Linked DNA regions of Rattus norvegicus: regions 1 and 3 are each linked to region 2. A link is a contact called in public Hi-C data. All regions are on one chromosome and are shown on one strand. Each heading gives the region's core, a stretch centred on a gene start, on an enhancer-like site or on the middle of the called end of the contact. The rest is flanking DNA. Distances are from core to core; before and after follow the strand shown. Region 1 overlaps Slc30a7 (solute carrier family 30 member 7). Region 2 holds the start of S1pr1 (sphingosine-1-phosphate receptor 1). Region 3 holds the start of Dph5 (diphthamide biosynthesis 5).

Evidence for each region. Hi-C and Micro-C count contacts between places; a contact is called where the count stands out from the background.
Region 1: a Hi-C map of prefrontal cortex shows a contact between it and region 2, with 2.7 times the contacts expected there. The contact joins the enhancer-like site here to the promoter of S1pr1 in region 2. A contact is called at or near these places in 10 of 12 Hi-C or Micro-C datasets (the A7r5 cell line, the Rat2 cell line, Schwann cells and 6 more) and 1 of 1 datasets of contacts at active chromatin or transcription factors (oligodendrocytes).
Region 3: a Hi-C map of Schwann cells shows a contact between it and region 2, with 5 times the contacts expected there. The contact joins the promoter of Dph5 here to the promoter of S1pr1 in region 2. A contact is called at or near these places in 10 of 12 Hi-C or Micro-C datasets (the A7r5 cell line, the Rat2 cell line, Schwann cells and 6 more) and 1 of 1 datasets of contacts at active chromatin or transcription factors (oligodendrocytes).

Annotation. Positions count from the first base shown.
Region 1 is chr2:206,565,416-206,568,115 of GRCr8, forward strand. The region is part of intron 8 of Slc30a7 (solute carrier family 30 member 7); the gene reads right to left. Among named protein-coding and RNA genes, the nearest start is that of Slc30a7, 40 kb to the right of the region's middle. Within about 2 kb of position 1,251, at least 47 of the 93 cell types and tissues checked have an H3K27ac peak or open chromatin away from gene starts, as enhancers often do. A contact at or near this core is called in prefrontal cortex, where this site is marked.
Region 2 is chr2:206,312,620-206,315,319 of GRCr8, forward strand. S1pr1 (sphingosine-1-phosphate receptor 1) reads right to left here and starts at 1,451. Exons shown (of 2, transcript NM_017301.2): 1 at 1,391-1,451.
Region 3 is chr2:206,488,111-206,490,810 of GRCr8, forward strand. Dph5 (diphthamide biosynthesis 5) reads left to right here and starts at 1,446. Exons shown (of 8, transcript NM_001017449.1): 1 at 1,446-1,745; 2 at 2,033-2,190. The coding sequence starts at 2,056.

The DNA.
Region 1 (2,700 bases), core at 1-2,500, 250 kb after region 2:
GCACTCTCATGCGGCTAAGTCACTCAGGCCTGGCTTCTGCTAGTGCTAACATGCTTCTACACTTCACTTTTCTGGCTCAAAGCCATTGGCAGTTTCTCCAGGTCTAAAACATAAGATACAATTCCAAGTGTATCTTTTTCCACTTTGGATAATGGCAATGCCACTGTCAAGAGATGGATGGAAGGAAGGGAGGGAGGGAGGGAGGGAGGGAGGGAGGGAGGGAGGGAGGGAGGGAGGAAGGGCGACTGCATTTGTCCAAATGTCTCTTTGGATCTCTGGCAATGATCTCATGGTTTTCTCTCTCCATTGTTTATTTGATGAATAATATGTGTAAACTCTGTAATACTGAATTACCTTTGCATTCTTAGAATGAACACAAATTGTACATGATTTCCAGAATACTTTTTGACAATGGCACTGAATGTTCCAAATTATAATAAATCTGCAATTGAATAAATATCGGTTAATTCCTAACCTCTGTAGCTTGAAAATCATTCCACAAACTACAAATCTGAGGCCTCAGGGATGGATTCACCAATCATTTCGATGGCTTTGACAAACACTGAAGAATGATGCCATTCCGTTGATTTATTTTAAGGAACCAGAACCACACTACTGCAAGACAAATCACACCCTGCACAAGGACACTCAGTGGAAGAGTGAAAGCAGGCAGAGACCCTGAGGAAGTGCTCGGTACCTGTGGTTTTCTGCTCTTTCACCTGTCAACTATTCATTGACAGAACCCTAGCTCTTGTCTAAGTATGGGGCTGGACACTCAAAACAGAAGAGAAAGAAAAGTAAGAGTCACATGCCTTAACGTGACCCTCAGTGAATCACTCAGATATAGAATCCCCCATTCTCAAGTGCGTGGAAAAACCTGTGGCTGGCTCCAACGGAACGGAATACAACGAGTGCAAAGTGAATTTAAGACGCATTTAAGGTTTAAATAAGTTAATTTTTAGTTCGTCAAGGAAAAAACCGTGGGTATGCCTGACTTGATCAGAGCCAAGCCCTTAAGAGAGGGACTAAAGTGTGGGTTGAGGTCAGCTGCTCCCATGCCGATTCTGAAGAAGTAGCCACCATGAGCTCGACAGCTGCAAGTTCAGGATTTCTGCTGACAACCACATAAGCTTGCAAGATGACCCTGAGCCTCGGAGGAGGCTGGAACCCCAGCCAACACATTAGTTACAGCTTTGTGAGGTCTGAGCAGAGAAGGCAGCTGGGCTATGCCCAGAATACTGATCACGGAAACTGTGGGCTAACTGTCCAGGCTGGACAATCCGTGTAGTCAGCTGTCCCCTACAGCTCCCTTCCTATTCCACACTGAAGCCTTCAGCCACTTCACAAAGACAGATCTCGTTCATCCCAAATAATACTGTAGAGAACTACTCCAGGATTTCAGATCTTTGGGCTGGGAAAACGTATGAAATAGTGGCATCTTATAAGCCTTTAATTAGAGCAAAAAAAGTAGGGTAGAGTTTATCCTTCCTCTATAATGCTATAATGAGTCTTATGAAGGAACGGTGGTCAGAAATGAAGAATTCTATATTAGGTTGTCTGGATTTGTGTGTGTGTGTGTGTGTGTGTGTGTGTGTGTGTATGTGTGTGTGTGTGTGTATGTGTGTGTGTGTGTGTGTGTGTGTGTGTGTGTATGTAATTAACAACCTCCTCCATCGCTTAAGGGAAGAGTGAGGCTTCTGTTAAAATAATAGTAAAACTCTGTACTTCTTGCAATGTTATTTATACACAGAGGTTGAAAGGTTTTAATACAGCTTCTAATGCAAAGACTCAATTCTCTCATCTCTGCAGTTCAAATCTAAACAGCCTTTGGCTGCCTTCATTTAAACTGTAATGTCAGATTTGTTTGTTATTTACTAATCTTTGCCCTCTGGTTCTGAAAACCCACTTTACTTTGTAAAGCAATCTATTGTATGTCAATTCCTATTTTCCATGATTAGCCTTGGCTTATAGCATGCTGGAAGTATATCCTATGTTAACAATCCCTGAAAAGGCACTTAATCACATAATCATGAAACTTACAAAGCAACAACAACAACAACAACAACAAAATTCACATTCATGGATGACAGAGCAGAACCGTAACCCAAGCCTTCCAATCCTTAGCTAGGTCTCCAGAATTCAAAACACTGCTGTGAACAAAGTACACCAGTGTCAGGCTGTACTGTCGCGTCTATCCCATGTGACCCTGCCACATACAGCACCACTGTTTTTAGAAAAACGGGGATGATGAACGAATGATAAATTCAGAGGTGTAAGTAGTTAGGAACAGGGAGAGCTCCAGAAGTCTGGGCTTTCAGGAATCCTCGGGCTGACAGGAAACAGGAAGTAGAAGGGGATCATAGATTAGGATACTATGACTGAAGGCACAATGAAGGCAAGCAAGTGCATTTCCCATAATAACAAGCCAAAGTGTCAGTTATGAACAGGACTTCGATGGAAAACAAGAACAGCCTGAAAAACAGGCAAGGGGCTGATAGCAGCTTTCTGACCCTAAGAGATTTATTCTGGAAGCATCAGTAAGTACTCATAGGTTTACAGACTTTCTGAAAGGTCTACTTGATAAAATCAGCAGATCAATACTTCCCTTGTTAGGTGAGTCAGTTTTCATTACTATAACAAACATACCGAGCTACCGGAGTACGAAGAAGAAAGGTTGTTTGGCTCACTGTTGTCACAGGC
Region 2 (2,700 bases), core at 201-2,700:
AGTAGACAAAACCTTCCCTTGGGTCACTAAATCCACCAAGAGGAGAATGGGAAACAGCTCCCCATTCCAGTTTTCGATCCCACGCCATTCCAACTAGCACTGCCACCTTCAGTGTCCAGCCCTGAGATTCCTTCAAGAGATCACCATGTATGCTGTTTGCTCACCACCAGCTAAGGGCCTCTTCTCACAAAAGTCACCAACTTCCAGTTCTGGTACAGTGCAGACATGCATACCCCGAGACACACACACGCACACAACACACACACACACACACACACACACACACACACACACACACACACACACACCACTCAAAGAGATCAGCCCACCTTCTCATTGCCTTGCAAGAAAGTAGCTTTGTAGGAGGGCCATTTGACAAGTAAGTCATTTTCTGGGCTCTATTAATAACTCCCTGTGAGCAGGTGTGCTGAGGGTCTGGTCAGAGGTGTGGGCCGCCAGGCCTCGAAGTAAACAGGAAAGAGCTTGGCGCCTCCGTGAAGCAACTGCCTATTCTTCTTTTTAATTTTTTCTTTACTCCTCCACCCCACCCAATCTCCCCACGAGTCAATTTACTACGTTTAAAGATATTCATTGAGAAGCTCTCCTAAGAGATTGCAGCAAATCTTCGAAGTTTCTACATGAACTGATTGCTTCAGAGTTTTAACTTTAGCCAACACTTGCATGCACACAAAAGTCATCCTGCTAGCGATAACGAAACATGCCACTTTGTTCTAACTTCAGGTACATAAAATTTCCAGGAACATATACTGTTAAATTTGCATGGGCAGTTTTAACCTCATTAGCTCCCCACACCCTAACATTGCCTCCTCTCACAGAACTACCAATCCCTAAAGGAAGGACACACAGCACTAATTAAGTTGGACACACAGCGCTAATTAAGTACTCTAAAGTCTGCTTGGTAATTGATCAACGCGATATCAAATGAAGGGAGGGGGGACCTAGAGACATTGAAGTCATTTCTATGACAAAAGCTTACGAAACTCCACATTTCCCCACTCTAATGCTGCAAAGTCCACTCTCAGGCAATGGAAACCATTGGCGTGATGCCTGATAATTTCGTCTATAGGATTTCCCAAAATAAGCGTCTCCCCTTTTCTCTGTTCTGATGAACCGCAGCTTCTCCAGCGGCCCTCCCTCAGTCTTTCCTATAATTTGGAAATTAATCTTTTTCAAACTTCATAAACTCCGTGCCCCAAGAAGAAGTCAGTCAAGATGGGCTCCGTAGCATCCTGGTGATGCCTGGGTTTGGTTTGCTTTGGTTTGGTTTCCCTAAAGTTTTTGTTTGTTTAGTTCGGGTTTAAAGGTTCTTCCTCGACACCTGGACGCCCTGCAGCCCGCGCCAAAGCCTGCGAGGCTCACAACCCCCTACCTCGCTCAAGCGGGACGAAGCTGCGTCCGCCGGGCTCCGGGTCTACACCGCGCGATCCGCATCTTGCTGCTGTCGGCGACTGACGGAGACCAGCACACTCACAAAGTTCTCAGAGCTGGGATCCCCTCCCTCCTCGGCGGTGCACTCCAATAGCCAGCCCTGCCTGAGCTGCCCGCTGCAAGGCGAAGTCTCTGAGCGCCCCGCCGAGGCTGGGTGACTCCTCTAGGAAGGGAGTGGGAGGGGTTAATGCCTTTAACTCCTCCGCGCTCTGCCAGCGGCAGGGGGCCCCTCCGGGTCCAGGCTGCTGAGAAGCAGCCTCCCAGAAAGATCTGGGGCAGAGTGACTGAAATAAGACGAAATGAATAGGAACCCCTCCGCCCCAACCAGTAGAGAAGGGGCGGAGCCTGGCAGCCCCTAAATTCTAATTCACAAATCACGCCTCTAGCCAGCTACCCGCAGTCTCCGGCGCGGGACAAGACTCCAAAACTAGACAGGAAGATCCCTGGGAAAACTTTTCTTCGTTTAAAATCTTAGAGGACAGAGGACAGAGGACAAGCCTGTGTCTCGTAGAGGATCTTCCTGGCCCCCGATCCCATAGCTCTGAGGATCGGTGTAATCAGAATGGACCGGTGTCCTGGGGTCCACTTCCACGAGGTCAGGGGAAACCCGAGCCACTGCCCAGAGAGTCGCCGCCAAGCCACCGGGAGGAGATCCTGAGAAGGGACTGCGAGAGAGGGAGGTCCGAGGCAAGCAGCCTCCAGGCACAGAAAAGCTGCAGTTCTCCTCCTCCTCCCCCTCCAGTCCGATCCTGGTGAAGCCTTGAAACTTGCGGTCTGGTGGGCAGAAAGTGGCTTTCCCCGGGTGCACGGTGAAGTGGGCCAGTGCTGTGCTTGGTGTAGAGCGGGGGTTCCCCTCGCTCAGCTGAGCGCAAAGCCAGGCGGTGTGCCCCAGATTCTGGGAAGCGTAGAGGCCTTTGAGGAGGTGGGCTGTTGCCCTGGCCTCAGAGATTTAAACAATCAGGCAGTCCAGGAATTTCAACAAGGAAAAGGACTGCCTGGCTTTTCATAGGCCAGCGCCTACAGCCCCTAGGTTAAAGCTGGATGACTCTTCTCTCCCTGTCTACTTGAGAGATAGCTAAGAGACCCCCAAATCTAAAGAGTCGTACCTGGCCCACATTTTTTCTGTTGCTAGATTGAGGCTAAAGTGGCCTTGGTCAGATTTGTTTGAGTAACAGACTCGGGGCCTTTATGCCTTGTCTGCTCTAGTGTTAAAAAGAGGTTCCACCCAAGTCCCCTGGTCGAACTGCCTTC
Region 3 (2,700 bases), core at 196-2,695, 180 kb after region 2:
AAGGTGATGAGCCCAGCTCTACCTGTACAGAACTGGAGAGGTTTCTGGGTTATCTGAGGTTTGATTCCCAGCACTCACATGGTGGCTTATAACCATCTGTAACTCCAGTTCCAGGGATTCTGACACTCTCTTCTGACCTCCATGGGCACCAGAAGCACATACCGTACAGAGACATATGCACAGGGAAATCATTCACACACATGAAATGTAAGAACTTTCAAAAGTATGTTTCTAGTACTTAGATTTAGAAAGATTTTAAAATGCTTATCTGCTATTAGCATATCTTATTTGCTGTCATTCAAAATGTTTTGCACATTTTTTTTCACATTGAGTTTGTTTTCTTGTTGCATTTAAGAACCCATTAGATTTTTAATTCATTTTTAGCGTATCATTAGTGTGTTAGAGTGTGTGGGATACCAGCTTGTGGAGGTCAGGGGAGAATCCTGTGGAGTTTTTCTTCCACCTTTAATTGGGTTCCAGGGATCAAACTCAAGTTGTCAGACTTGTGTGACAAGTTCCTTTACCAGCATCTTGATGGACTTGCTTTGTTTTTTGTTTTATTTTGTTGACAAATCCTTTGTCAAATTTCTTGTTTGCAAACATTTTCTCTCGGTGTATGACTTTAGTCTTTTGAAGGGAGGTTTTATTATTAAAGTACAACTATTTTTCTCTCTTTGAAATATGTCTTTGATATCATACCTAAGATATGGTCAATTGTTTTTGTTGTTGTTTTCTGTTGCTTTCTTCTGTTATAATTTTAGGTCTTTCTATTTACACCACAGTCTATTTTACGTACGTATTTTAATATGGTGCAAAGAATAAATCAATTTAGTGGGAACAGCGAGAATCAGATCTGAAGTGCACCCTTGAAGGAAAAGGCTAGACCTAAGGAAGCAGGAGAAATCTGAATGGCTTGTACACTGTACCAACAGAAGCAATGAACTGTCTTTCCAACTTGGATGAAGTTACCAGCGAATTTAGGAAGAGTCCAGACTTTTCCCTTAGTGGAACTGCTTGTAACCAATCTCTTTATAAGAATCTCTGCAACAACCGTTGAGAGGATTGAAGCACTCTTCCTTTCCTGTTATGCGCTCCCCCACCCCCGCCATAGCATTACTTTCTTTTTATAAATTATCCTTTGGTTAGCATACTAAGTAATGGGCTTCGTTATGACATTTTTCATCCCCATATGTCATCACATTCGTACTTAGTCATCTCTTGAGCACTCTTAAAAGGTCACTCAGGACCCAGGGTGACTAAGGCAGATTCCCTGGGGGCATTTCGGTATCAGATCCCAGGGACAAACCCCTAGTAGGAGTCACAACCTTCCTCCGTGGGAACTTAATAACTACACTCAGTAGGGCTAGCCAACCTGTCTCCTCACCAAGGTGACCTCTGGTTAAATTAAGGCAGATCCACAGAGCCGGGATTCAAAGTTGAGCAAACGCTGGGTCGGTTAAGGAAGTCCCTCTAGCTTTCCTGGCAAGCGTGCATCTGGAGGACGTTTGGGAGCTACCGTCATCGACCCGGACGCCCTTGGGGATGTTTGAGCCCTGTATCGCCGGGAGCGTGGGCACGCTGGGTCCTTTCCAGACACACAGCTGGACCCATTCCTGACCCTTGACCCCTGCTCTAGCGTCTGCAAGTCCGGGCGGGCCTTGGCGGGACGCGATCGCTCGCTGCTGGAACCGCAATCCTCCTGCCAGTCGTAAAGTGCTGTAAAGGGCTCTGCGCTTTACGGCGCCGTAAGTGAAACCCGGAAGATCGGTCCCTGGTGGGCACGTGGTTTTGGGTCTGCAATTACAGAAAGATTGTAGTGAGACTTTGAGGGGCATTAGCGAATCACCTACGAGTCTATAAACGGGTAATTGAAGCACACTTTATCTAGAACAGCCATTCCACTCTTTTGTAAGAGTATGCAGGATATGAATGTCAGACGCACGCGCGGTGCAACTTTGGTTTTTATCTTCATCCCTAGACTTTAGGTCCCTGGTGATAGCTGACGCTTTTTGTTGTTCACTTCGCTCCACAGTCTCCCCCTCCCTGGAGTTCGGAATGCTTTACTTGATCGGCTTGGGCCTGGGAGATGCCAAGGACATCACAGTCAAGGGCCTGGAAGTTGTGAGACGCTGCAGTCGCGTGTATCTGGAAGCCTACACCTCAGTCCTGACTGTAGGGAAGGAAGCCCTGGTACGTGATTAAAGTCCCCAGGCCTCTGGGGAAGACAACTAGCTAGCGATTCTCGTACACTAGACTGCACAGACTCTAAGCGTCTGCTTTTTAGACCCTTTAAAAACACACACCCTGTTCATTACGGTCTGGCTCATTCATACTCGGTGACTTGGGAAACGAAACGGTGGTTTGTCCTACTTTACAAGTCTAATTTTGTGCCTTTCTCCAGTAAGTAAAATTTTTAAGCAAAGGAAAGTTATTTTACACTCTTGGGGATAGTTATCAAATCCGTTATTTCATGAGCTAGCCAGAAATCCTTTCCGAGTTGAGTGCTAATGAGGTGCTGACACAGCTATAATGAGTTGCTTATACATTCAGCAAGCGATCTGAAAGCTTCCGCCTTTGAAGTATTTCCACAGGGAACAGCAATCTCATTTTTGTCTGCAACATATCCAAAGAGACCTTACTTACACTCTCCCAGGAAGGCTGTTATTTCCACATGTACATATAGAGTGACGAAGTAACCAG